5 separate regions of the Mus musculus genome follow, and all the other regions are linked to region 2. The links are chromatin contacts, called in public HiChIP or PLAC-seq, Micro-C and promoter capture Hi-C maps. All regions are on one chromosome and are shown on one strand. Each heading gives the region's core, a stretch centred on a gene start, on an enhancer-like site or on the middle of the called end of the contact. The rest is flanking DNA. Distances are from core to core; before and after follow the strand shown. Region 1 holds the start of Cfap43 (cilia and flagella associated protein 43). Region 2 holds the start of Neurl1a (neuralized E3 ubiquitin protein ligase 1A). Region 3 holds the start of Gsto1 (glutathione S-transferase omega 1). Region 4 holds the start of Arl3 (ADP-ribosylation factor-like 3). Region 5 holds the start of Sfr1 (SWI5 dependent recombination repair 1).

Region 1 (4,978 bases), core at 1,938-4,437, 660 kb before region 2:
GTGTAACTTGAGAGCTCACAGTCGTACTTAGAATGAAACTGTTATTGCCAATGGCCAAGTAATAGTTGGTTAATTAAAGCCAGCCGAATTGATGTAACTTGTGGGCTCACTGTTCTAAAATAAATTCTAACATATAGAAAGGCACAAATGTGATCATTTATGTTTCTGAAGTAGCTCATTCACTGACGTCGTCTGTGAAGCCAGGGGAGAAGCACAGCTCTACACCTCCACACTGTCTCTGAAAGTAGCCTGAGCAATTCACCTAACTGGGAGTGGAGAGTGTCCAGGCTCAGGTAAAGATGCGGATCGAGGGCTTACATGCACGCGCGCGCGCGCGCGCGCACACACACACACACACACACACACACACACACACACACACCGCACATGTACATGGATACACGTGGCCATGTACACACAGACATGCATATATGTACCCTTGCATGCATACCCAGGAATTGCAGGACAAACCAATAGGAAGTAGATTCTAGAGCTTGTTAAGAATAAGCCCAGTGTGGCCGCAGATACCTTAAGTCGAAGCACTCAGAAAGCAGAAGCAGGCTAATCTCTATAAGTCTGAGGCAAATGAAAAAGGCATACCCCCTTGGCATGGGCTTCTCAGAGAAGAGTTTATTAATACATTTTTATCATAGATTTTTTTTTTAAGTACAGGGCTCCAGAGGAAGAAAGATCCCCAGGAAAAAGAATAAAACAGACTAGTGGGGGGGGGGTGGATTCTCAAGATATCCCAGTTGAGTGTCTTAGCATTAAGCTTATATACAATTTCGGCAGCTCTCAAGTATTATCTCAAAAGACTGCTAGTGTGTGTGTGTGTGTGTGTGTGTGTGTGTGTGTGTGTGTGTGTGAGAGAGAGAGAGAGAGAGAGAGAGAGAGAGAGAGAGAGAGAGATTCTAGGAGGCTCCTTAAATGGAGTTAAAATGATGAGGTATGACCAGGAGCCACTGAGATTACACAAGGAGGTTAAGACAAGACCTTGTTCAGTGAAGGAAAATTCTGATGAAAGATCTAGAAAACTTCAGGTCTACGACTTGGAAAGGAATAAAACGTCAAGCAAATGTTAATCATATTGGTGTAAGTGTTGCAGCTCTGAAGTGAAAGGTTTCCACTTCAAAAGTGTTCCAGTTTGCTCCAGCTGCTGCAGGGGAGCTTTTCCCAATGGGAATGTAACAGTTCTGCTACTCGGGAGGGAGGGGACGATTTCCAAAGTGTTACAGTTCTGCTCTAATGAAAGTGTTAGAGCTCTGCTCAGGTAGGGGTAAGTTTCCCCCAGCCAAAGCTCTATACTGAGAGGTATCCTGGCAACCCGGAGCCAAGGGGTACCACCAAGTCACACCACACAGCAAGCCTCACACAAGAGATTAACTGAGAGGTAAAACCTCGATGGACGATGGACAGTGGCTGCTTTTGCTCAGGCAATTTGAGCAGAAGGCGGGGCTTATATAAGATTTCTGGAGGTGCAGAGCTTTCCAGGATAGAGATTCCCAGGGTGGTGATTGGTGAGATATCAATTCCTGAGCTTGAATGAACTCAGGGATTGGTGGGTGTCCTTATTATGTAATTGGTGGGTTTTATCCTGCATTCGGAACGTTTGGTTCTCAGCTGCCAGACTCTGATTAGCTGGCTCTCCCTTCTCCTGACTCCATAGTTTCACGTCTTTCTGCTCTACCTCAGCATCATTCTTGTTATTAAACACTGATGCTGTGGATTATTGCTTCAAAGGTCTTCCTCTTTTTTCTCTCTCTCTTTAAAATCCCCCTTTCTTTAACCTACTTGAACACATCCATAGTTCATTACTGTAGGGTAAAAAGGGCAATAGAAAGAACACTATGACCCTGACTTGACCCCAAGACCAAGGCCAAGAAAAAGAATCCCACCAATCCCTAAGCTTGCCACAATATCAGACAAAAAAAAAAAAAAAATTCCACCAATCCCAGGCCACCCTGGAAAGCCCAGCAGCCATGAAACCCTACATAAAAACCCTACCTTATGCTCAGTTGACAGCTGCTTCTAGTCCAAGCATTGCATCCACCCTCCTGGGTTTCCCCTCCCAATAAATCTCTTGGGTGAGGTTTGTTGTAAAGTGTGACAAGGTGGTATTGCTTGGTTCCCAATTGCCAGGATACCTTTCCTATCAAAGCTGTAACATTTTCATTGGTGAAGCCCTGCCCTGCCACTGTAACAGTTACAGTGATGGAGTGAACATTCCCTAGACCAGGCTCAGCCATTTCCAACATATTATTTCCTTTCTTTCTTTTTCTTTCTTTCTTTCTTTCTTTCTTTCTTTCTTTCATCCTGTTTCTCTTCTTCTTCTTCTTCTTCTTCTTCTTCTTCTTCTTCTTCTTCTTCTTCTTCTTCTTCTTCTTCTTCTTTTCTCCTCCTCCTCCTCCTCCTCCTCCTCCTCCTCCTCTTCTTCTTCTTCTTCTTGTATAGAATAGAGTTTATTCAGGCCATGGGAAGGGGAGTTAATAGAGTAGTAAAGGCAGAGAGAGAGGGAGAGAGAGAGAGGAGGAGGAGGGGGAGGAGGAGGGGGAGGAGGAGGAGGGAAGGAGGAGGGGGAGGAGGAGAAGGAGGGAGAGGCTGGTGGGAGCGGGGAGGGAATGGGGAGCCCAACTTTTTTTTTTTTTTTTTTTTTTTTTTGGCCAGGTGGGAAGGAAGGAACTGGAAAAGGGGAAGAGAAACTCAGGGAAGAAAAAGGATTAGACAGGACAGAGGCAAGGGGCTAGGAGAGAAGAGCATAGCCTATCACCCACCAGATTACTTCAGTCTGCCTCCTTGCGCTCACAGAGGAGACACCTGAAGGGTTGTTAGGCAGCCATTGTGCCCCTCACCCTTTGGATTCTGACTTGGCTTTCTGCTCACTGGGTTCCGAGCAGGCTTAACCGGTGCAGGGAAATAAATGAAATATTTCCGGCGTATAGATAGGAGTAGCATGGCAGCATGCAGAATTAATAACCGTCTTGACACTTATTAATACTGAAACTATTTGCTGAGGCAGAAGCACTCCAGCATCCACGACCCAGGGTCCCACCGCTCGGCTTCGCTCGCCGCTCGCCCATAGGCGGCGCCCGCCAGCCAATGGGCGCGGGGTTCCCGGTCTCCAGGATACAGGTGTAAACAGTGGCATCTTCGCGGGCTTCTTAGCCTGACCCGGCCGGGCCAAGGAGTAACGGCCGCAGCCCCGGGTGCGCTGGGAGTCGGCATGTCGCAAGACCCGGAGCGCGACGACGTCACTGCCTCTGCCACTGCCTCTGCCTCAGCCTCAGCCCCTGCCTCTGCCTCTGCCCACTACTCCGGATCCTCCCTGTCGGTGAGGTGCGGCATCGCGGCCGCAAGGGGCTGGAGGGGGAAACCCTGCCAGGACCCCTGCCCCTCGAATCCTCCAAGCAAACTCGCTCTGCTTCTCACTCCCCACCCCCACCCCCGCAACTCCTCCCCACCCCCGGCTCCGACCCTGTGCAGCCTCTTCAGTTGGACCCCTCGGTCGGTCTCCTGACCAAATGACCAACCGGCCCTCAGTTTCCCACCTCACCACATTGCTCTCCTGCTAAGGGACCCTCACTTGTGTGCCCGGTATTCCTCTCCCCCACCTTCTGTTTTTGCATCCTCTTCCTGCCTCGGTGGTACTCAACCCCAGAGCTCCTGCAAACCCATTCAGCCCTCCTCTTCATCAGCGTCCTCTTAGGCGATTCCCTCCCTTCTAACTCCTTCCTTCTCACTCCGGATTCCTGTGCGCAGTTGCTGGGCCTTAGACATCTGGAAGAGCTAACTTTTCTGTCCCTCCACGTTCTGAAGGATGGCTTACAGTTCAGGGTCCCCTGTCACTGCTGTTCTGTGTCATGGGAGGAGATGGGGGACAGACTCGGAAAACATGTGCCCTTCACTCTCTTTCCTCCACTTTCAAACATATCTTTAATATTTAAATAAAATGGAATTTTCCTTATCTCAGACTTTCCTTCCACCATATACCTACCACACAATCCTCTCCTAAAATGGACCTCTCACGTTCTAACTCCTTTGCCCTCGTGTCTTCCTTGTCCTTATGTGGATTTTTAGGTCTAAAACAGAGCCGTGCATTCTTCATGTGTGTAAACTATAAGCAAGTCACGTACGTGGCTTACAACTATAGAGTGTGCTGTCTTACTCAAAGCGGTTTTAAATTTGTTTAGTTGATTTTTTTAAGTGATTTTGAGTTTAGTTTTTCAAAAAACAGTCAAGAGAAAAGAACCCTGGATACACTGTTTTCTACAATTTCCTTTCAACCTAGTGAGCCATGTCACAGGCCAGAGACCTATTGATCTTTGCATTTCTTTTATATATATAGAGAGATTTATTTATTTATTATTATGTATATGTGTATATGCGTATATACGTACACTGTTGCTGTCTTCAGACACAACAGAAGAGGGCATCAGATCTCATTACCGATGGTTGTGAGCCACCATTTGGCTGCTGGGAATTGAACTCAGAACCTCTGGAAGAGCAGTCAGTGCTCTTAACTGCTGAGTCATCTCTCCAGCCTTTGCATTGTTCTAGACCATCGGCTCACACTGGTTTCTCAGTGAGTCCCTGTGTTCCTCTGAAAGACTGGAGCAGAGAGGGAGTTAAAAATGAAGCGGATGTGTTTCAAAGACTGGGATGGCTTTCTAGGTGCTGTGTTGGAAAGGAAGTGAGCGTGGATCATACTGATGCTGATCTATCTTTTCTCAAAGATGGGTGCAAGGATTCCCTAGTCAGAACGTCCACTTTGTCAATGACCAGACCATCTGCTACCCTTCTGGGAACTTTGTAATATTCATTAACCTGGAAACCAAGAAGAAGACTGTACTCCAGTGTATTAATGGGATTGTGGGCGTCATGGCAACTAATGTGCCCAGTGAAGTCGTGGCTTTCTCTGACCGAAGATTTAAACCTGTTATCTACATATACAGCTTCCCATCGCTGACCAGAAAAAACAAGT
Region 2 (4,389 bases), core at 622-3,121:
CTAATTCAAGAAACAAGCCTCAGTTCCCCTCCTCTGTAAAGTGAATATGGTTACTGTTGCTCTGCTGACTAAAACCAGAGAATGTCTGTACTCCCTGAAAAGGGACCTGTGAACATCCTCCATGAACACCAAGGCTCTGGGCTAAAGGGTACTCTACTACCCTAGTCATATCCTGGGAGACTTGAGGAACTTAAGTTGTTTTGTGCCATGCTGTGGGTTTTGTTTTGTTTTGTTTTTTAATTGTTCTTATTGCTGTTTAGGAAGCCCTGGGACTTTTAGCTATCACTGTGCCCCTAGAACTAAGTGCAACCTGTCTCTAATAAAGATGAAAAAAAAAAAAATCAGCTTTCCAGAGAGAATTAGCTGGGTCCAGGCGCCCAGGAAACCAAGCAGCATCTTCCAAAGGTCAGAGACATGTTGGAAGCTGGAAGGCCTGGGGCAGAGCCTCGGGCCTCCCCCAGAGGGTGCTGGATGGGCCATAGACAGCAAACCCTCCCGATAACGTTCCATCTGTTTGGAAGCTCCCTTCCCCTCTTTCTAGGGTTCAGACCAGATACTTTGTCTTTGGATGCACAAAACAAACAAACAAACAAATAAACAAACAAAACCAAACAACCTGACTCAGACGGTGCAAAAGATCACCCACTTGCAAAGACCCCGGGAGCACGCGTCTGCCCTTCTAGTCCTGAATCTCTAAGACCCTCTGCTTGGAAATGCAACTAGTGCTTCCAGCGGGATCTCCCCCAGCCCTAGGCAAATGCAAAAAAGACCACAATGACTCTCTTGGGAGGCTCATCTGGAAAAACCTAGGTTTCCCTCCACACTGCCCTATCCAGCCGGCAAATGTTTTTCCCACCTCTTCTCACCGCTTAGCATCACTGGAGGGGACTCCAGTGACGTTGCCAGGGCAGATAAGGAGAATTGCGCAGACCCCCACCGACCGCCATCCTCCCTCATCTCCACCATCAGCACCGGTCAGCTGCCACCACAGCCCACCTCCACTGTCAGAAGCGCCTCTCCCGCCCTCCAAATGCACACAACAGGTGGCACCTGCCGGTCGTCCCCAACCGCACCCCTGCCCACCACTCCACCTGCGCCGCAACCCTCCCTGCAATTGCTCCCCGGTCAGCGAAGCCTACCTTTGAGGTTCTGGGGGTGGCCCCGCGACGCGCGGCTCGGGTTTCCTCGCTGCAGAGAGGAGACACTGGAGAAGTTGTTACCCATGGCATCGGCCCCCCGGGGGTGCTCCGGCGGGAGCCAGGCAAGGCTGGGCAGGAGCGGAGGAAAGGTGTGCAAGTGTGTGCGCGCGCGGGTGCGCGCTGCCAGGGGAGGGCCCTGGCGGGGCTGCGACCGGGGGCGGGCGGTTTGCTGTCTCCGGCTCTCCCTGGGCTTGGCGGTCTTCGCTCGGCGGGTCCTGCCCGCCGTGGGGGTCCTCGCGCCACCCGGCTACCGGGCTCCCATGCCCCGCGCCCGGGGCGGCCCGGCCCCTGGGCCCCGGCCCGCGGCGCGAGCCGCTGCGCTCTGCCTGGTGCTGGAGCTCGGATTCCGGCTGCGGGTGGGCGGCGCAGCGGCGGCGCGCTCCCCGCGGGCCATAGAGTCGGGGCTCGGCGCGCGGCTGCTCGGAGGCTCGTCGGCGGGCTCGGTCCCCGCCCGCGGGGACGGCCGCGGCGACGTGCGTGGCGCCCTCCCGCCCGCGGGTGAGCTTGCAGCGCCCGGCTCGTGTGGACCGCCCCCGCTCCCGCCAGGTCCCTCCCGAGGCCGCCGCCCCCAACCCCCGCCCTAGCGTCGCCAGGACTCCGGGGCTCCGGTTGTTATGGCGACAGCTGCGCAGGTTAATGAGCGTCTTAGTGACACGCGCGCGCCCGCTCTGCCAGATGTGGGTCTCGGGGCGCGCCGCGTTCCCGCTGGCTATAAGTTCTCGAAGGCGCGCGGGACCCAGGGTTGGGGGCGGCACTGCTCCGGACCTGACGTCAGGAATAGATGGGAGCTTCGGAGGTTGAGCGTCTCCCTGTCCTGGGACATAGAACCTGAAAACAAGAGGAAGAGGACCGCCACAACGCTGGGAGCCCCGGAGCCAGGGCGTGGCGAGGTAGCCCTAATGGAGGCTCCCTAGCACGGGATTCAGGGCCTGGCACGTGTTAAAACGCTCAGGAGTGAGTGGATAATGAATTAAGACAATTGAGATCAGGAATACAGTCACCTCCCCTTCGCTGTAGTTGGAACTTCCAATCAGAACCCCAGTCAGACCATTTCCTGACTGTTCAAACATCCTTTGCATGTTCAAGAACGGAGAACCACAAGACCAGAAGCAAGCCGATGGGACCCAGCTCAGGTACAAACCATGAGAGAGATATCGGTTCCAAGTTGAATTATTCTGTCAGCTGGAAAACTAAGAGATTGGGGAAGGGATAGAGGGGGTGCTATAGCCTATAGTAGACCAAGGTGGCTTCCTCGAGGAAGGGGGCAGTCTGTAAATGTCCTGTTCACGTGACTCTTCCATCTGTGTAGCTCAGCACTGCTACCTGCAGGAGGGACCAGGAAGTCATCTTGGATCTGGGGCGGTTATTTCTCCCAGTGTATCATGGGGGAGAAGACAGTCCGTCTGTCCATCTCACACCTTCATCAGCCTTGCTGCTTCTCGGGGCCATCGCTCACTCTAACCGGACTTTCCCAACTCGGATCCAGAGTGAGCCCTGGGTCATGAGTGGGACACAGACATCTCCTCCATCCTTTTCTGGAAGTTTCTCCATAGGACCCATCCTCAATGTGTAGGCACAGCTCTTTCCTGACCACCCCAGCTAAGCATCTCTGCCTCTCTCTATCATTCTCCATAGGGTCATCCCATTCTCTTCGTGGCTTTTATATGACTTTGCCTAAAAGTAGCCTTTTCTGCTTGGTTAGATTCGGCTTCTCTTGATAGAGAATAAGCTTGCTGAGGGGAGAGTCGGCCAGCCACTTTCCTCACAGTGTTCTAGCTCCCAGGGCAGGGACATGCGGATTCTCAGAAGTATTTGTACAGTGAATGGATCCCCATGCCTGCCAGCAGTAAAATCCTACTGTGATCTTTAGACATCATCTCTGATCCCCTTTAGCCCCCTGTCCTGCCTTTTACTCTCCTCTGATTGCACATGTTATATCCTTAAGTTTCAGAGACTCCAGGCAAGCTAGAAATACCTGTGAAAGGTATGCTCTGGTGTTTGAGGAGAAAGACAACCAGGCCCCCAGTCCCAGCCCCAGCCCCAAGCCTCTGGGGTGCCTGGGATCAGGTGCTGACTGGCTACAGAATGGTCAGGGACTGGTGTCTTATTTATAGGCGGTGTCTTCCCAACACTTATTCCCCAAATGATGATTCATTTGTCAGCAATCTGTGGGCTCTTAACAGCTACATACATAAAGCACACACACACACACACACACACACAGAGAGAGAGAGAGAGAGAGAGAGAGAGAGAGAGAGAGAGAGAGAGAATGAGGACATACAGATTACACATAGCTGGGGAGATCAGGCATTTTATGAGTCAGAATAAATATGTGGAGCCTGTATAGAGGAGACTAATTCCCCTGGAGTGTGTGTGAAGTGCAGGGTTCTGGCTGGGATTTGTAGAGAGTGGCTGGAGAGGCTCTGAGTCCTTCTGGAATAAGCCCGCTTCTGTGGCCTGGGAAGCCTTGGTACAGGATAGGGGTGGACCCAAGGCCCCAAAGGGAGATTACAGGCCCCACACAGGCCTAAATGTGGGCCATGGGCAAAGCAGAAGAAAAATGAAGGCCAAATGACAAGAAGGAGGGAGGAAAGGCGGGAGGGAGGGAAGGAGGGAGGGAGGGAGGGAGGGAGGGAGGGAGGGAGGGAGGGAGGGCGGGCAAGCAGGCCAAAAGGCTCTCTCCTGATCCTCTGAGTAGCCTGAGCTCCAAAGGAAACTGACAGTGTTGCTTCTGAACTTGAAGGTCATAACCTGCTCAGGTGTGCCCACCCTCAGCCCCCTATTCAAACTTTAATCTCACTTTAGGACCCCAGAAGACAGACTTGGGGGATACTGGATCTCTTTGTCCCTCTTTGACCGTCTTTGTCCCTTGGTTCCTAATGTGGCCACATTCACTAACTCTCCTTTTTCTGCTTTCTCAGTTTAATTAAGGACCAGTTACTGGACATGGCTTGGGGCATAGGTTGTAATTCCCTGTTCAGCACAGTATCAGGGACAAAGGCAGGGAGCTGAGACAGTATCAAAACTTCCCCTGACTCAGAGGAAAATCATGGGAGGAAGATAGGGCTAAACTGGGCTGAGATGAGGGAGACCCCCCCCCCCCGACCCCGTTCCCCCCCCCCCCCGCCAGCCAATGTGCGGCTGTGAAGGATCATGCAGGGGTCATGCTGAGCAGAAACACCCTACACTT
Region 3 (4,722 bases), core at 1,474-3,973, 680 kb before region 2:
GCAGGCGAGCAGCCAATGTTCACTTTTCTGTTTATCTGACTTGCTTTCCTTAGCATCTCCATGATCCACCTTTGTCACACACTTTAGACTTTCCTTCTCTTGAACAGTGGAATACCATGTATTGAGCATTTTCATTTCTGCTCATTTGTCAACGGCCATTGGCAGCGCACCATGGTGAACAGTGTCGAACTAAACATGGGAGAGCTGGTGTCTTCTGCATCCTGACAGGAGGCAACCAACTGGGTTGTGCGCCATGTCCACTCAATATATTGGAATCAGCCTGACAAAGCCTCATTTCATTTTGATTCAGTTCGAAAGGAGTTGAACTGACTCAACTGAATACATTTTGCTAATATGAATTTTGAAATCCTTGTTTACAAGGATATTTTTTAATCCTAAAAAAATCTCATAAAATGAACCATGTTGAATCCACATGTTTTGGTATGTTTTCTTTAAAAAGGTTTCTAAATCATAAAAAGTATGAGACTGGACAGACAGTCTAAGGGCACTTGCTCTTGCAGAGGATTGGGTTCAGTTCCCAGGACCCACGTCAGAGGTCATAACTCCAGTTTCTGGGGACCCAATGCCCTCTTTTGCTCTGTGGCATCCCGCAAGCACATAAACTCATGCACAGGTGCACACACATGAACATAAAAATAATTTTTAAAAAGTATACAAAGTAAATTAAAAAAAGAAAGAATCCATTGGAGTCCGGCTAAATGCAGATTGTAACTGCGTATGCCTTGTATCCTGCAGAGACTGTAGGAGACAGGAAAGCATTCTAATCCTTAAAGCGATGTCCGAAGAACTCAAATCAGGCACAGTGTCCACTAGGAGAGACCACTCAAAAGTAAGCCATCCCAACACGTCTGACTTCCCGGGTCTTCACCCACAACAAATCAGATTTAGCTTATGGATTTCAATGCATAATCCCTCACAAGAACAAATAGCCAGTGTGAACACTGGTGTGTGTGTGTGTGTGTGTGTGTGTGTGTGTGTATGCAAGCATGTTAAAAGGTTTACAGAATAATGAACATACAAACCACCTGTCATGGGAAAGACAAAAGCCCTTGCCATAGAATAGTGTCCATCTCTGAGAATTATATTTTGAAAATGGAAGGCAATTCCTGGGCTCTGGAGATCAAGAAGACAAGTGAATGCTGGAAGCGTGGCATTTTGAGCCAACACTCAGCACAGCTGAGCCCACAGGCTGGAGGATGCTCCTTACACAGAGTGTGCAACACACATGCCCTGTGTAAGGCGCTACTGCCCCAGGCAAAGTTTCCTGGTTTAAAATCGGTCTGTGAATAACGAGTAGTAATAGACACTATCTGAAGGAACCCCTCTCCCCGTAAGGGCCCCCACCCCTGTTATGGTAAAGTAATTTCAATGTTGCTTGGGAAATCCTGGTGCGAAATATAATTCTTTTCCACACTGAGTTTCAGTAGGAAACACATCACACAAGGCATTGTGCCCTGTTCTTGGACTCTCTCGTTGTATTAGAACAATAAATATCTTTTATTTTTTTCAATTCAGTTTGAGTTTCTTTGTTAGAGTGAAAGTTCCAACTAATATAGAAAAATTGCTTTTTAAGAAAAAAAAATACGTTCTTGTGTTCAAAACCAAATCTCCTATCCAAATGAAATTAAAATCGTTACAAAGTGACAATTAATTTTCAAATACTTCCTTAGGTTACATATTTTAACATTTAGGGAAAAGAACTGCCTGCCTAGCCAATTCTCCCCATGGACTAAAAGTCGTTTACGAATTGTAACTGCATACATGAACTTTTTCTTAAGGGTGAGCTTCCAAACAGAAGGTGTCTAATAATTGTTCAAAAGATCCCCCAAGACATTGGAAGGGAAATGGTCCAACGAACATGGTATCGGGAAAAGCCAAGAGACTCACCAACTGTAGATAACCCGTAGGTCAAAGACTGTTTGGATATGGAGGCTTTGCAAAGGCTTGACTCTGACACTTCCTTGTGTTTACAACCTAAATGACTGTGCACACGGCTCAGAACTCTGCTAGGCGGGTGACCTTTGTGCAACAGCGAAGCAAGCCTCTAGTTCACCAAGAATCCCAGGACCCGAGCTGAGACAGCCACCCCAGGGTTCCGCAATCTAGTGTAAACCACCAACCTCACCGTGGGGGGGTGGGGAGGGGAAACACGCTTTTTTTGAGCCCCAGACTGCTTAAACAGGCTGCCCTAGAGCCCTGGAGTCCATGACAATTCTCCCCTTGAAAAGAGGGTGAGCAACTAAAGTCTCCTACAAAAGGCTGAGAATATTTCCCCCTGACCACAAAGCCAACGCCGCGAGGGGTTGAAGCCCAGCCGCCAGCGGCTCCGGAGCCATCGCCCTCGTCCTCACCGGATTCCCTTGGCCTTCAGGACCATCAGCGTCCTCTGAGCGAAGGGGCAGAACCTCATGCTGTAGACGCGGATCTGGCCCTCCGGGACCGGGCCGGGGGGCGCGCTTCCTGCAGGAGAGAGGAGACAGTCACGGCCCGGATCGCACAGGGATCCCGGGCATCCCCGGTACACGGTGCGTCCCCGACACCAGTAGCCTCACCCTTCCCCAGGCTCCTGGAGGATTCTCCCGACATCGCTGAGCCGCCGTGCAGGCCGAGAGCCACGCGGGTTCCGCTCCCGTTTGCGGGCGACTCTGGAAGCACGAGGTCTTGTACACTGTCCTAGAACTCAGCCCCGCCCAGACCGCGCCTCCTGGCCGGGAGCCGCCCCCGCCTTTAAAGGGAAAGCATCGGCCGCTGCGATCCTGGATCCTGATGCTGTGTGACGTTAACCGGTGGGCTCCCAGGTTCGCTGCGGAGGTAGTGCAAGGAGGAACAAAACCACAGAGACACACACCCCGCCTCCACACAAGGGGTCTTGTGGTTTCTTGTGTCATGTGATGACCACCTGGAGCCGGCCAAAGCAGAGATGCTCAGAAAGAGCCACCCCATCCCTCCAGGCCGAAGGTTTCCTGTCTGCCTTCACACAGGACTCTGGCCCTGACCTCCATACCTCCCACACCCACTCCACTGGTATGTGAGCTCTAGCTCTGCCCCCAAATTTCCAACATTCCAGAGGGGTCTAGGAGGTGGTCTAGCCACCTGGACGGTCTTTTCTTCTGTCAGTACTAGCTTACTATAAGCTGCCATCCCTATAGTCACCTACAGAGGCACATTTCGGCATATAGAAAAGAGCACACATCTGGATGTTATTAGCCTCCGGACGCAGTTGTGCTTTCAAAATTCCATCCATAAAACATTTGTCTGGAAGCCTAGAAAGAGCACACGCTGGTTTAAGCACAGTGGGCTGAGAAAATTTAGCCTTTTGAGTCCATAAGAAAAAAAAAAAAATCTGGCCAGAGGGCTTGCGAAAACTGCTGTCTTCTTATTCAGGCATGAGGAGAGTTTGCCTCCAGGATTCGCAAAGCTCATGGATAAAAGCTACTAACTCCGGGGCTATTTATGAAAGAGCATGCCTGGGTTTTGTTTCCAGCTCTATTATTGGAGAAGCAGAGAATGCCCTTGGAGCCAGCTCCAGTTTTGATCCTGGCTTCTCCCTGTGCTCACTAGAACTACGGAACAAAATGCCAAAGTGACTTAAATGACTCATACGTCTAACAATTGCGGCCAGGAAATGGCAGCACCCTAGCAGGCAGGGCTTGCTGTGGATGAACTAGCAAACATTAATTCTTCAAATAAAGAAAGGAAAATATACAGAAAACCACTGTGCTACGTTACTGGTGGCCATTATAGTAGGGATCATGCCTAAGTCCTAGCAGCTGAGAACATAGCCCTCAAACATCTGGGCATATATCTCTACTGGCCACAGTCAAACTGCCACGGGACTATATATTTTGTTGTAGCTGTAACCTGAAGAGATTAATCTGAGTCGACTATATTGCAAGAAGACGAAAAAATTAAAAACCCTAGTGACAAGAAATAGTTTTTAACCTTCTACGTAATGTTCACCTTCACTGCCCAGATGTGTCCACCCGATGCAGCAACCTTCTGTAACTTTTCAGAAGAATGATGGGTAATTTCATACTGTCCAATTTATAATCTATATTGACAGGATCAAATTCAGGTTGTTGAAGGTCTTATCAACTGCCTCGCAGATGGTGTTTTAATAAAAAACTTTTATTTCTATATGTTACGAATAGCTAAAATATCTGACTATTAGCTTTTATAACATCTCATTCCAGCTATCAGAGAATGTTCCAGATAAGCTCCAGTCATTCCAATAAACCTGAAGACACCATGAATTCTGGGAGTAAAAGAACTGGGAAGATAGATCATTTCATAAGAAAATTATCCCCAAACAGCAGCCACCATCCTTTGGCAACCAAATTGTCCACACAAGTAATAAAGACTCCTTCAAGGTCATCGTGTAGAAACAGACTGAGCCAAACCACAGCTTGACCAAGCCATAGCCTGGCCAGCACTGTTTAATAGATTGCCTCTCACCACTCGCCCCAAATTCTTCCTCTCTTTAAATCTACAACCATGTCAGCATGGCTTAAAGGATGAAACACTTAAATGGCCATTTTGATTAAAACCTTTTCATACATGTTTACGATTACTTTCATTTCTTTCTTTGGGTCAGAGTTGGGCCTCTGGCCTAAGACTTTGGTTACATAAACTTTTCTGTTTGATTTCATTAAGTCTGTAACTGTCCATAGCAGGGAAAACAGACTTCATTAGAGTTTTCAT
Region 4 (4,404 bases), core at 946-3,445, 610 kb after region 2:
TCAGGTTGCCTAGAACAAGCAGGAGAATGACGGTAATAATTAAACCAGCAGGCCCAGGCTCCTGCTTACAGACACACTCATCGGGACTCCAAGGTAACAGTGAAAACAGATACCGTGCTACCTGAGGGAACCCTGAATGTGCCTTTTCCCACAAAAGGGCCCCAGTGTGAAGAGCAGTAGATTAGTAGATAAACGGAAGGGGAGGGGTCTCTAATCTAACAACTCACCTAGTGCCTCTTTTATTCTTCCTTTTCCTTTTTTTGAGACAGGGTTTCTCCATGTAGCCCTGGCTGTCCTAGTAGACCAGGCTGGCCTCGAACTCAGAGATCCAGCTGCCTCTGCCTCCCAAGGGCTGGGATCAAAGGCGTGCGCCACCACCTTCTGTCTGATCACCTTGAACTTCTTTAGTCAAGATTCAGAATTGACTTTTCCCTCCAAGGATCCGATACAAGTAGGCAGGTAGCAGATGTTTCTGACTGTGGGGCTGGAGCCATGGCTCAGCACTTTAAAGAGCAATCGCTGCTCTGCAAGAATCCCTGGGTTCAGTTTTCAGCACCCACCTGGTGACTGACAGCCACCCATAACTCCAGCTCCCGGGTACCAAAGACACATGTGATGATGCACTTACATACATGCAGACAAAACATTCATATACGTAAAGCAAATAGTTTTAAAGGTTTTATAGAAAGTTCTTTACTTGGTTGTAAAAAAGACCTGAAAGCTTCGCACTATGTACCCAGTGCCCAGAAGTACCCAGGAAGGAGGCAGTCCTGTGCAAATTTAGGGCCAGTATGGTCTACATAGTTTTGTTCCAGGCCAGCCAGAGTTCCATAGTAAGACTCTCAAAACAACAACGACAACAAACCTGAAAACCCATACTGGAAAAATCTGCCTTTGTTTAAGTAATGGCAACTAGGTTGGTGAAAGAGGTAACGCCTGAACCCCAGATTAAACTATTGATAATAATAATAATATGTCACCCTTTCTTTGCGACAGGAATTGCTCTCTATGTACGTGACATACATGGACCTGTAAGATAGATAACAGGTAAACACACATCAACAGACTTCCAGAGATACCACTTCTACCTAAACTATGAGCTGTTGGAAGAGTTCTCTGCTTATTAACAGGTATAAACAGCTCTGAGGTGTGGGGTGTAGTGTATGTAGGTCGGTGGCAGAGTGCTTGCCTACCCTGTACAAACCCCTGCATTCTGAGTTCAGTCCCCGGGGGCAAACAGCACTCCTACCTGGGCCACAGTGTTTACAAGCAACACTATAAAATAGTTTACAAGTAAAAAAAAAAAATAGTTTACAAGTTAGTTCAAGTCCGGACTCTTATCATCTACAATAACCGATTTCTAGGGTTGTAAGGAAATTAAACCTCATATAAAAAAAAACATTCCACTAGGAAGAATGCAATTTCCACGAAGGCAGGTTGTCGGGAACCAACATGCCACAAAGGTCCTGTGGTCGGCCCTGGGCGTGAGAGGAGCGGGAGGTAGCGCTTGCAGTCTAACCCGGTTTAGCAAAATCCAGCAGATCCCAAACAATCTAACACTCCCGCTGCCAGCTAACCTCAATGCTAGGGACCGGTCCCCAACCTCCCTATCTCTCGCCCTCTCTCAGGCGACCTCCCCCAACACAGTACAAATCACCTATCCTGGATTCTAACAAGAATGTGGAGATAGAGACGTAGCCGCAACTCCTGAGCCCTAAAGCCTGGCACCCGAAGACAACCGGGGTCAGAAGGGAAGAATCCATTGGAGCCCTGGTGGGTCCCTCCGGCCACGCGGCTTCTGCAGATGCAAGTCCAGCACGCAGCGCCTGGCAGCCGCAACAGAGCAGAACCACGCTCCCTTCGGAGGCGCGGGGATTAGGAGTAGCTGTGCATTTGGCTGCACTTGCGAACTCTTACCTGGTCCCAGAGGGATGCACCCCGCGACTGCCACCAGGCGAAGCTGACCAGGAAAGCAGAACTGAAGTGTCGCGGCTAGGCCCGGGAACCACCCCCTCGCCCTACGCCCCCACTTCCGACCAATCAGAGGCCACAGGCTCCGGCCAGCCACGTGGGCGGCTTTGCACCTCCCGCTGGGTCGCTCACCAGCCCGCCCCGCCCTCCCGCCCCTCCCGAGACCGCCTGCGCAATGGGCGGGCGCTTTGGCGCGCTTGCGCACTTTGGGTAGAGAGGAGCAGAACCCCGCCCCATCCCGCTGCTCCGTTCCTCCGCTGTGCGTGCGAGGGACGTCAGGGGCGGCGCCGCAGCAGTTACCCCTGGTAACGGGGGAGGCAGGAGGAGGAGGCGGAGGAGGAGGAGGAGGGACTCGGCTTGAGGATGGTGAGTGTGGGGGCCCTGGCCCCTCCAGAGCTGACCAGTCACCCCCCCTCCTTTCACCAGTCCCAGGGCGGGGCGCTGCGCGTAAAGCCGAGGAGGACGTGGGATGGGGCTCGCCTTGATCTTTGGGGTTCTAGATCGGTTTCAGGGGCGAAGGAGGAGCCCCTAAAGTGGGCCTGGAGGGAGGCCTAGGCCTGGAGAGAAAAGAGGGGTTTGCGATAGATTCGAGGCATGGAGTGCTTGGCTAGCGGGGAAGCCTGGGCACCATCATCTTTCTAGGGACTGGGATGAAGGCGACTCTAGAGCTGCGGAGATCAGACCAAGCTCTCAGATCTTACTGCAGAGTCGACCTCTCGGCGCCTCGGGACTGTGGGGTTCATCTGAGAACCAGCCAAAAGTGGGAGAGGCGCGGCTCTACTGTCTTTGAGATCACCCTGGCAGCACCAGGGAGCTGTAACCTGGCTTTCCTAGATGCTCGCGTCTCTGAGTGAGAGGTGTGTAGGGAGTAAGTCCCAGGACAATAAGAGGTACCGCTGGGAATGGATGTCTCTGTGGTGGGTGCGCTCCTGCAGTCCCAACTTAATCGCTGAAAGTTCTGCGAAGAAATAATGGTTGTTGATGAGCGATTTTTTGCTCCGTATTTATTCCATGTAGATAGAAGCAAATTAACCTCCCGTGTCCTAGCTTTTCCTTCAAATTTGCAGTGTCCTTTTGCCTGAGGCCACAGGAGGACCAAAGGTCTTCACCTCAAACTAAAAAGAATGAACAATAGAAAGTGAGCATCAATTTGAAGCAAGCCTTGTCTCCGTTAACCTTAATTAAGGCTTTTCCAAAGTGTATGATGTGTGACAGATTTTTGACCAGAAACACTCGGTTCCTTGTTGATTTTTTAAAATCGTTATTTTATTTAATGTATATGTATGGGTGTTTAGCCTGAATGTATGTTTGTGCTCCACGTGTGTGCCTGGTGCCTGCAGAGGCCAGAAGAGAGCTTTGGTTGCCTGGAACTGGAGTTACGGATGTCTGGGAACCATCGCGTGGATGCTGGCAAATGAACACTGAGCGTTGCTGAACATCTCTCTGCCCTTGTTGATTCTGTACGCGGTAGATGGAGAGTAAAAATGAAGTTATGGGGAAATGAATATTTTTAGAGCTAGTCAAAGAAAACTTGATATTAAGGCATTTAGAACAGGTTGGTTGGCTTACTAACTGCTCCGAACAGGTTCCTGTTGCCCCCCCCACACACACACACACAATATTTTTGTGAAAATATTGAGGCATTTCTGTTGACTTAAGAAGCAAAGCCTAGGGCTGGTGAGATGGCTCAGTGGGTAAGAGCACCCGACTGCTCTTCTGAAGGTCTGAAGTTCAAATCCCAGCAACCACATGGTGGCTCACAACCACCCATAATGAGATCTGATGCCCTCTTCTGGTGTATCTGAAGACAACTACAGTGTACTTACATATAATAAATAAATAAATCTTTAAAAAAAAAAAAAAAAAAAAAAGAAGCAAAGCCTAGGGCTAGGGGTATAGCTCAGTGAGTAGAGGTTTGCTTAGCAAGCACTAAATCCTGCATAGAACTGAATGTACTAGTACTTGCCTACAATCCCAGCTCAAGATGGAGGCAGGGGGATCAGAAGAAGTGCAAGGGCTACGTATTGATTTCCAGGCCAGTCTGGGATAAATGAGACATGTTCTCAACTAAAGAAGAAAATAGACAGACAGGCAGGGGGGAAACTACACATCTTCTTTGGTCATACTATTGAGCAAGTGAATTTTGACAAAAAAACAAAAATTCACAGTGTCAAATTGTTAAGTAGAATTATTTAATCTGAGGTTGTCAATCACACTTCACACTTGTTACATTTACAGCTCTGCCTAACCTCGGGCTAAACAGATTTTAACTAGTGTTTTCTTTTTATTATTTATACATGAGCTGCCCATTTAAAGGCTAAGTTTATCTTAACAAATGAGTACAGATATAAATATTTACACAGAAAATAAGTGGATTTGAGAAAGGAGCCCTGTAACCCTGTAACCTCAGCACTTGGGAAGTAGAAGGAGGAG
Region 5 (4,702 bases), core at 1,439-3,938, 550 kb before region 2:
TATTCTGTCACTTACTCCAGTTTTGGGATAAAATGAGGTGTTACCTGGGTAAGAACTACAAAGATAATAAATGTCTCCTTCTAGACATCCATGTTCTATTTTACTCAACGTGTGTAAGCTGAAACCTAAAATCTGTTTTCCCAAATAAAATGCCTGACATTTATGCAGGATCGTTACTGAAAGTACAGCACCTTGCATTCTGTGGTCCACTTTTAGTTCTAACACCATCGTGCTCTGTCCCCCTGCATCTTCATGGAACACCTCTCACTTCTCATCTTGCTACTGGCTAGAAATTAAGGCCAAAACGCTCCACCTGTGCATTAAACAAAACCCTAAGCTTTTAAGTTTTACCTCGTGTTGAAGGGGTTCCTCAGCCTCACTCTGAACCAACTACTTCTATTTCAGTCAAAGCTCTTGTAACCCGGGTTTCTGGTTATCTGGCTGATTGTTTATCAAACTAAAATGTATCTCCAATTTAGAAACTACCGCAGTTTATGTAAAAATGATGTAACGGTTCTAAGATTCTTCTCACCTTTATTCTATACATCTTGACTAACTTTAACCTCCGAAGAAGGTCTTCCTTCTCTTCAACCTGCCTAATCAATCTTATTTTTTCTTGTTTTAATTTTTCTCTAATGATCGCATTCTCAGACTCCTTTGGGAGGGCATTAGATGACCCAGTATCCGACGACTTAGATTCACACGTGTTTTTCTCCTCTGAGCTCTTTTCTCCAGGCTCACTGTCTTTGTTTTTCAAGCTTTCTTGGGCCTTTGAACAATTTTCTTCCTTTGAAGATTCTCCTGGTTCTGAAAGGGTCTCATTATTTTCGTCATTCTCTACCTTCATACGCTTCACCACACTACAAAATGAATGAGATGAAGATCTTGCTTTCTTTAACCTTTCTTTAGGTGTTCCACTCAGAGGCTGAAAAAGACACAAACATCAAAAATGTTAAGGATACATTCTTGTAGTAAGTCAATCTATTAAAAATAAAGGCTATATGCTTCTACGATAGGTACAATGGATGGCTTTCTGTTTCCACAAATCTCATGCGAGCATCACCAATGTCTCTAATATCCAGAGGCTACCTATAGTCTTACTTTAGCAAGGTTAACTAAAATAGGACTGAGACACTTCGCCTGCCACTGGCAGCTAGTATTTGCCTGATAATACTAGAAATGCTTCAGAACTATAAACTAAGGAGAAGACCTGCTACCAAAGACTTCCCCCTAAGAAATACTGTACAGATTCAAGTTTCCTTGGTTTGGAGCATCGCAGTAACCTCATAAGAAATTAAACAAAATGAACCGATTCAAGAAGAAAATCTTGGCAGTTAGAAAGGTATGAGCTACATATTAATTCACACTCCAGTAGCCTTAAAACTGGCACTATCAGAATACTCTGGAACAGAACAGATGGGGGTGGGGGATAGAGGACAACACAGATATCCATACTTGTTTTCCTGAACTATTCGAATGGGGTGATGGTGGATTCTCCCTGGGCTGAGGAGCGGCAGGTGAAGTCGGGGGTGATGGTGGATTCTCCCTGGGCTGAGGAGCGGCAGGTGAAGTCGGTGGTGATGGTGGATTCTCCCTGGGCTGAGGAGCGGCAGGTGAAGTCGGTGGTGATGGTGGATTCTCCCTGGTCTGAGGAACGGCAGGTGAAGTCGGTGGTGATGGTGGATTCTCACTGGTCTGAGGAGCGGCAGGTGAAGTCGGTGGTGATGGTGGATTCTCACTGGGCTGAGGAGCATCAGGTGAAGTCGATGCTGAATCTGATGAGTTTTCCATCTTGGAAGTGAACTCCTGATTTCCTTATCAAAAAGAAAAGACGCGAATGATAATCAAATTATCTCAAAACAGACCTCAATTTTTCTGAACAAAATTTTCTTCAGTGAACTAAACACCAAAAATAGTCAGCCATTTCTTCCAATTACATGTAGCTATAATTTATTCTAATTCTTCTCATATTTTCCATTTACCTCTCCACATGGGGAAGTAACCAAGTCCTGTTTCTTTCACGACAAATAAACCAGCTAGTATCTCACTGTCTTTCTTTTTTTCCCTTCAAAACACCCCCAAAAATTTGCGTTTCAGGAAGGGGAACTATAACTAGTCAAGAACTTTAATTTTTGTTATAATTTCGTAAATAAAAGCAATACAGCCTGAATCTTGACTCTTAAAAGCTTTGCGCCTAGAACCAAGAACGAGTCCCGAGGTGTCAGAAAGCAGCATCTGCCCCTTTGGGTTTACTATGGTCAAAGACTCCGCCCTCCTCCCCAGCCCCGTCCATCTTCTCCACAAAGCCCCGCCCACTCTCCCTCCCCCTTTCCCCTCCCTCCTCACCACAGAAAGCCCTCCCCCCGTCCCCGCACCCCACTCAGCTCCCCCTTTCCCCACCCCGTCCCCCCACCACAGAAAGCGCGCTCCCCCCAGCTCCCTTCTCTTCAGCAACCCCGTAGCCCTCCTCCTCCACTCCTCCGCCTCCCTCGCCACAGAAAGCCCTCTATCCCACAGAGCAGGAGGCCGAGCTCCCGCGACGCCGGAGAGAGCTTCTCCGTCAGATACCCAGACACCCGCAGGCCTGCCGCTCAGGCCAACCCCAGGGAGAAAGCTCAGTACCTTCCTCAGCCATGCTCACAGCGGCGACACACCGTACACACAGCCAGCGGAGCGCCCGCAGCCCACTGACCTCGCCCCGGGGGCGGAGCCTCACCGGAGAAGAGACGTACGATTGGCTAGCTTGGCCGGAGCAGGCGGATGTGCTCCGTACAGCTCCGACTGCGCGTGCGCGGCGGGCCGCGGGCCTGGGCCACGGGGCGGAGCGGGGCCTGGCGGGAGGCGGGCGCGGCTCGTGATTGGCAGGGCTGGCCGGCGCGCTCCAGGGCTCGGCTACGCGCGCGCGGCCGCCAGCCGTGGGGTGGCGTCCATGGAAAAAACGATGTTAGGCCCTTGGAGGGGCCTGAGGGGGGCGCGCTTCCGCTCGCCACTGCCTTTGGGAGTTGCGGTGCCAGCTGCCTTCCCGAGCAGCTTCCCTGGTGGGGTTGGGGGCGGGGTGGGTATCGTCAGGGTGGCGCGCCCGAGAGCACCGCCCTCTGGCAGCGCTCGCCCCCTGGCAGGCTCGGCTTTCCCCACCGCAAAGGCTTTTCCTCAGACGTGGCAGGGCCGGAAACCGCGGGGCCCGCTCGGCTCCCTGCTGGCTCGGAGTCTATGTGGGTGTCTCTGCATAAACAGTAGAGGGCATCCCCAGCCTGCCTTGCGGACTCGCCCCCTTATTTTGGTCTGTGCCCACCTCTGCTTGGCTTCACATGTTTTGGTCAAATCTGAGAAAAAAATAACCTAAGGAAGTGTATTATGGCGCAGAACAGGAAGCGGGGCGCGGTCGATCCGACAGGTTCGGACTAGAATTCAGATATTTGAGAACTAAACCCCTTGCTTGATCCTGCCCCCCCCCCCCCGAGGCCCCTTGCTAGACCCTGGCTCGACTCCTGGGGGTGCCCCTTGCTAGACTCTGGGGGGCCCCCGGGAGGCCCCTTGCTAGACCCTGGCTCGACTCCCGGGATGCCCCCTTGCTAGGCTCTGGGGGCCCCCAGGAGGCCCCTTGCTAGACTCTGGGAGGCTGCACGGCCTTCTAGTGTTCAGGATGTTCTGTTGCTATGCAACAGCAAAATGAACTAGCTTGGGTGGAGCCGTGGGTGTAGAGAAGTTGAGCTAACTTGTGAGTCACTGGGAAGTTTGTAATAAGGGACAGCTCTCTTTCCGAATATCTGCTAATAGTGGCTTTAAAGTAACCCGAAAGAACTGATTAGACTCCTAGGCGGTCAGTTAATAAATACAGAACCTAAAGGAACTTAATGAGGTGATTAGATCTGCAGATGTTGCAATTGCCTAGATTAGAGTCCTGGCACCACGGTTTCTTCTTTGGTTTGTTTTTGTTTTGTGCAATGGAGTGTAGTGTGGCCGTGGACCTCAGTTCGATGGCTTGGTAAATGAGAACAATATTCACCTCCTAGAGACAGGGAAATTCAATGATAATGTATGAGAGGCAGCTAGAATCATGCAAAACACCAAAGGAACATTTAGTCAAGCATATTCGTCATTCCCTAATTGACTTAAAGCAATGTCTCACAAGCTTTTATCCCTTACCTTTCCCAAAAGCACGGATTTTTAAAAGAGTGCTATGATAGCTAAAAGTCCACACAACTTAAGCCATAAATACCAGAAAACGTCAAGCCTTCACATGTGACCATTAATAAATTAATGTTCCACTCCTAAATGTTTAAGAAACAGCAAGAACAGAATTCATTACTTGGGGACAGGAGGTTGTTTTGTTTGATGGTTTTTTAAGACAGGGTTCCTCTGTAACTCCCCTGGTTGTTCTGGACCTTGCTTTGTAGCCCAGACTGGTCTGGAATTCACAGAAATCCTCCTGCCTCTGTCTCCCGAGTGCTGAGATTAAGGGGAAGGCAGTAGAATGCATGATTTTTATGGTACAAGTGTTACTCACCAACTCACAGATCAGTCTGTGAAATCATTTCTTCTCATTTTTTCCTTCCTATGAGTTCTCTCATTACAAAAAAGGGCAGACTTACCTGCCCTGACACTTGAAGCACAAAGCACACTTCATATTCAGGATGCCTTGAGGCGTAAGGGTGAGTTGTTTTTATAAGTCTAAAATCAGCTGCTCCCAAATTCTTTTGTT

Evidence for each region. Promoter capture Hi-C pulls out the DNA fragments that hold promoters and counts their contacts. Hi-C and Micro-C count contacts between places; a contact is called where the count stands out from the background. HiChIP or PLAC-seq counts read pairs in DNA pulled down with a chosen protein or histone mark.
Region 1: a contact with region 2 is called in a promoter capture Hi-C map of the SN4741 cell line, with 6 times the contacts expected there. The contact joins the promoter of Cfap43 here to the promoter of Neurl1a in region 2. A contact is called at or near these places in 2 of 39 promoter capture datasets (the C10 cell line and the SN4741 cell line) and 1 of 115 datasets of contacts at active chromatin or transcription factors (pancreatic cancer cells).
Region 3: a contact with region 2 is called in an HNF4G HiChIP or PLAC-seq map of pancreatic cancer cells. The contact joins the promoter of Gsto1 here to the promoter of Neurl1a in region 2. A contact is called at or near these places in 2 of 115 datasets of contacts at active chromatin or transcription factors (bone marrow-derived macrophages and pancreatic cancer cells).
Region 4: a Micro-C map of embryonic stem cells shows a contact between it and region 2, with 3 times the contacts expected there. The contact joins the promoter of Arl3 here to the promoter of Neurl1a in region 2. A contact is called at or near these places in 2 of 39 promoter capture datasets (frontonasal cranial neural crest and hippocampal neurons), 1 of 484 Hi-C or Micro-C datasets (embryonic stem cells), 1 of 115 datasets of contacts at active chromatin or transcription factors (pancreatic cancer cells) and 1 of 9 other capture datasets (adipose tissue).
Region 5: a promoter capture Hi-C map of the SN4741 cell line shows a contact between it and region 2, with 5 times the contacts expected there. The contact joins the promoter of Sfr1 here to the promoter of Neurl1a in region 2. A contact is called at or near these places in 7 of 39 promoter capture datasets (the SN4741 cell line, embryonic stem cells, hippocampal neurons and 3 more), 2 of 484 Hi-C or Micro-C datasets (both in embryonic stem cells) and 3 of 115 datasets of contacts at active chromatin or transcription factors (cardiomyocytes, large pre-B cells and pancreatic cancer cells).

What each region holds. Positions count from the first base shown.
Region 1 is chr19:47,835,570-47,840,547 of GRCm38.p6, reverse strand. It overlaps Cfap43 (cilia and flagella associated protein 43), which reads left to right and starts at 3,187. Exons shown (of 38, transcript NM_027559.2): 1 at 3,187-3,333; 2 at 4,731-4,978. The coding sequence starts at 3,221.
Region 2 is chr19:47,176,302-47,180,690 of GRCm38.p6, reverse strand. Neurl1a (neuralized E3 ubiquitin protein ligase 1A) reads right to left here and starts at 1,871. Exons shown (of 6, transcript NM_021360.4): 1 at 1,140-1,871. The coding sequence starts at 1,224.
Region 3 is chr19:47,852,974-47,857,695 of GRCm38.p6, reverse strand. It overlaps Gsto1 (glutathione S-transferase omega 1), which reads right to left and starts at 2,723. Exons shown (of 6, transcript NM_010362.3): 1 at 2,574-2,723; 2 at 2,373-2,481. The coding sequence starts at 2,607. It overlaps Gm30021 (predicted gene, 30021), which reads left to right and starts at 2,780. Exons shown (of 2, transcript NR_166768.1): 1 at 2,780-3,045; 2 at 4,215-4,585.
Region 4 is chr19:46,570,973-46,575,376 of GRCm38.p6, reverse strand. Arl3 (ADP-ribosylation factor-like 3) reads left to right here and starts at 2,195. Exons shown (of 6, transcript NM_019718.3): 1 at 2,195-2,337. The coding sequence starts at 2,335. Sfxn2 (sideroflexin 2) reads right to left here and starts at 2,012. Exons shown (of 12, transcript NM_053196.3): 1 at 1,918-2,012.
Region 5 is chr19:47,729,742-47,734,443 of GRCm38.p6, reverse strand. Sfr1 (SWI5 dependent recombination repair 1) reads right to left here and starts at 2,688. Exons shown (of 4, transcript NM_026377.2): 1 at 2,623-2,688; 2 at 1,456-1,814; 3 at 533-925. The coding sequence starts at 2,635.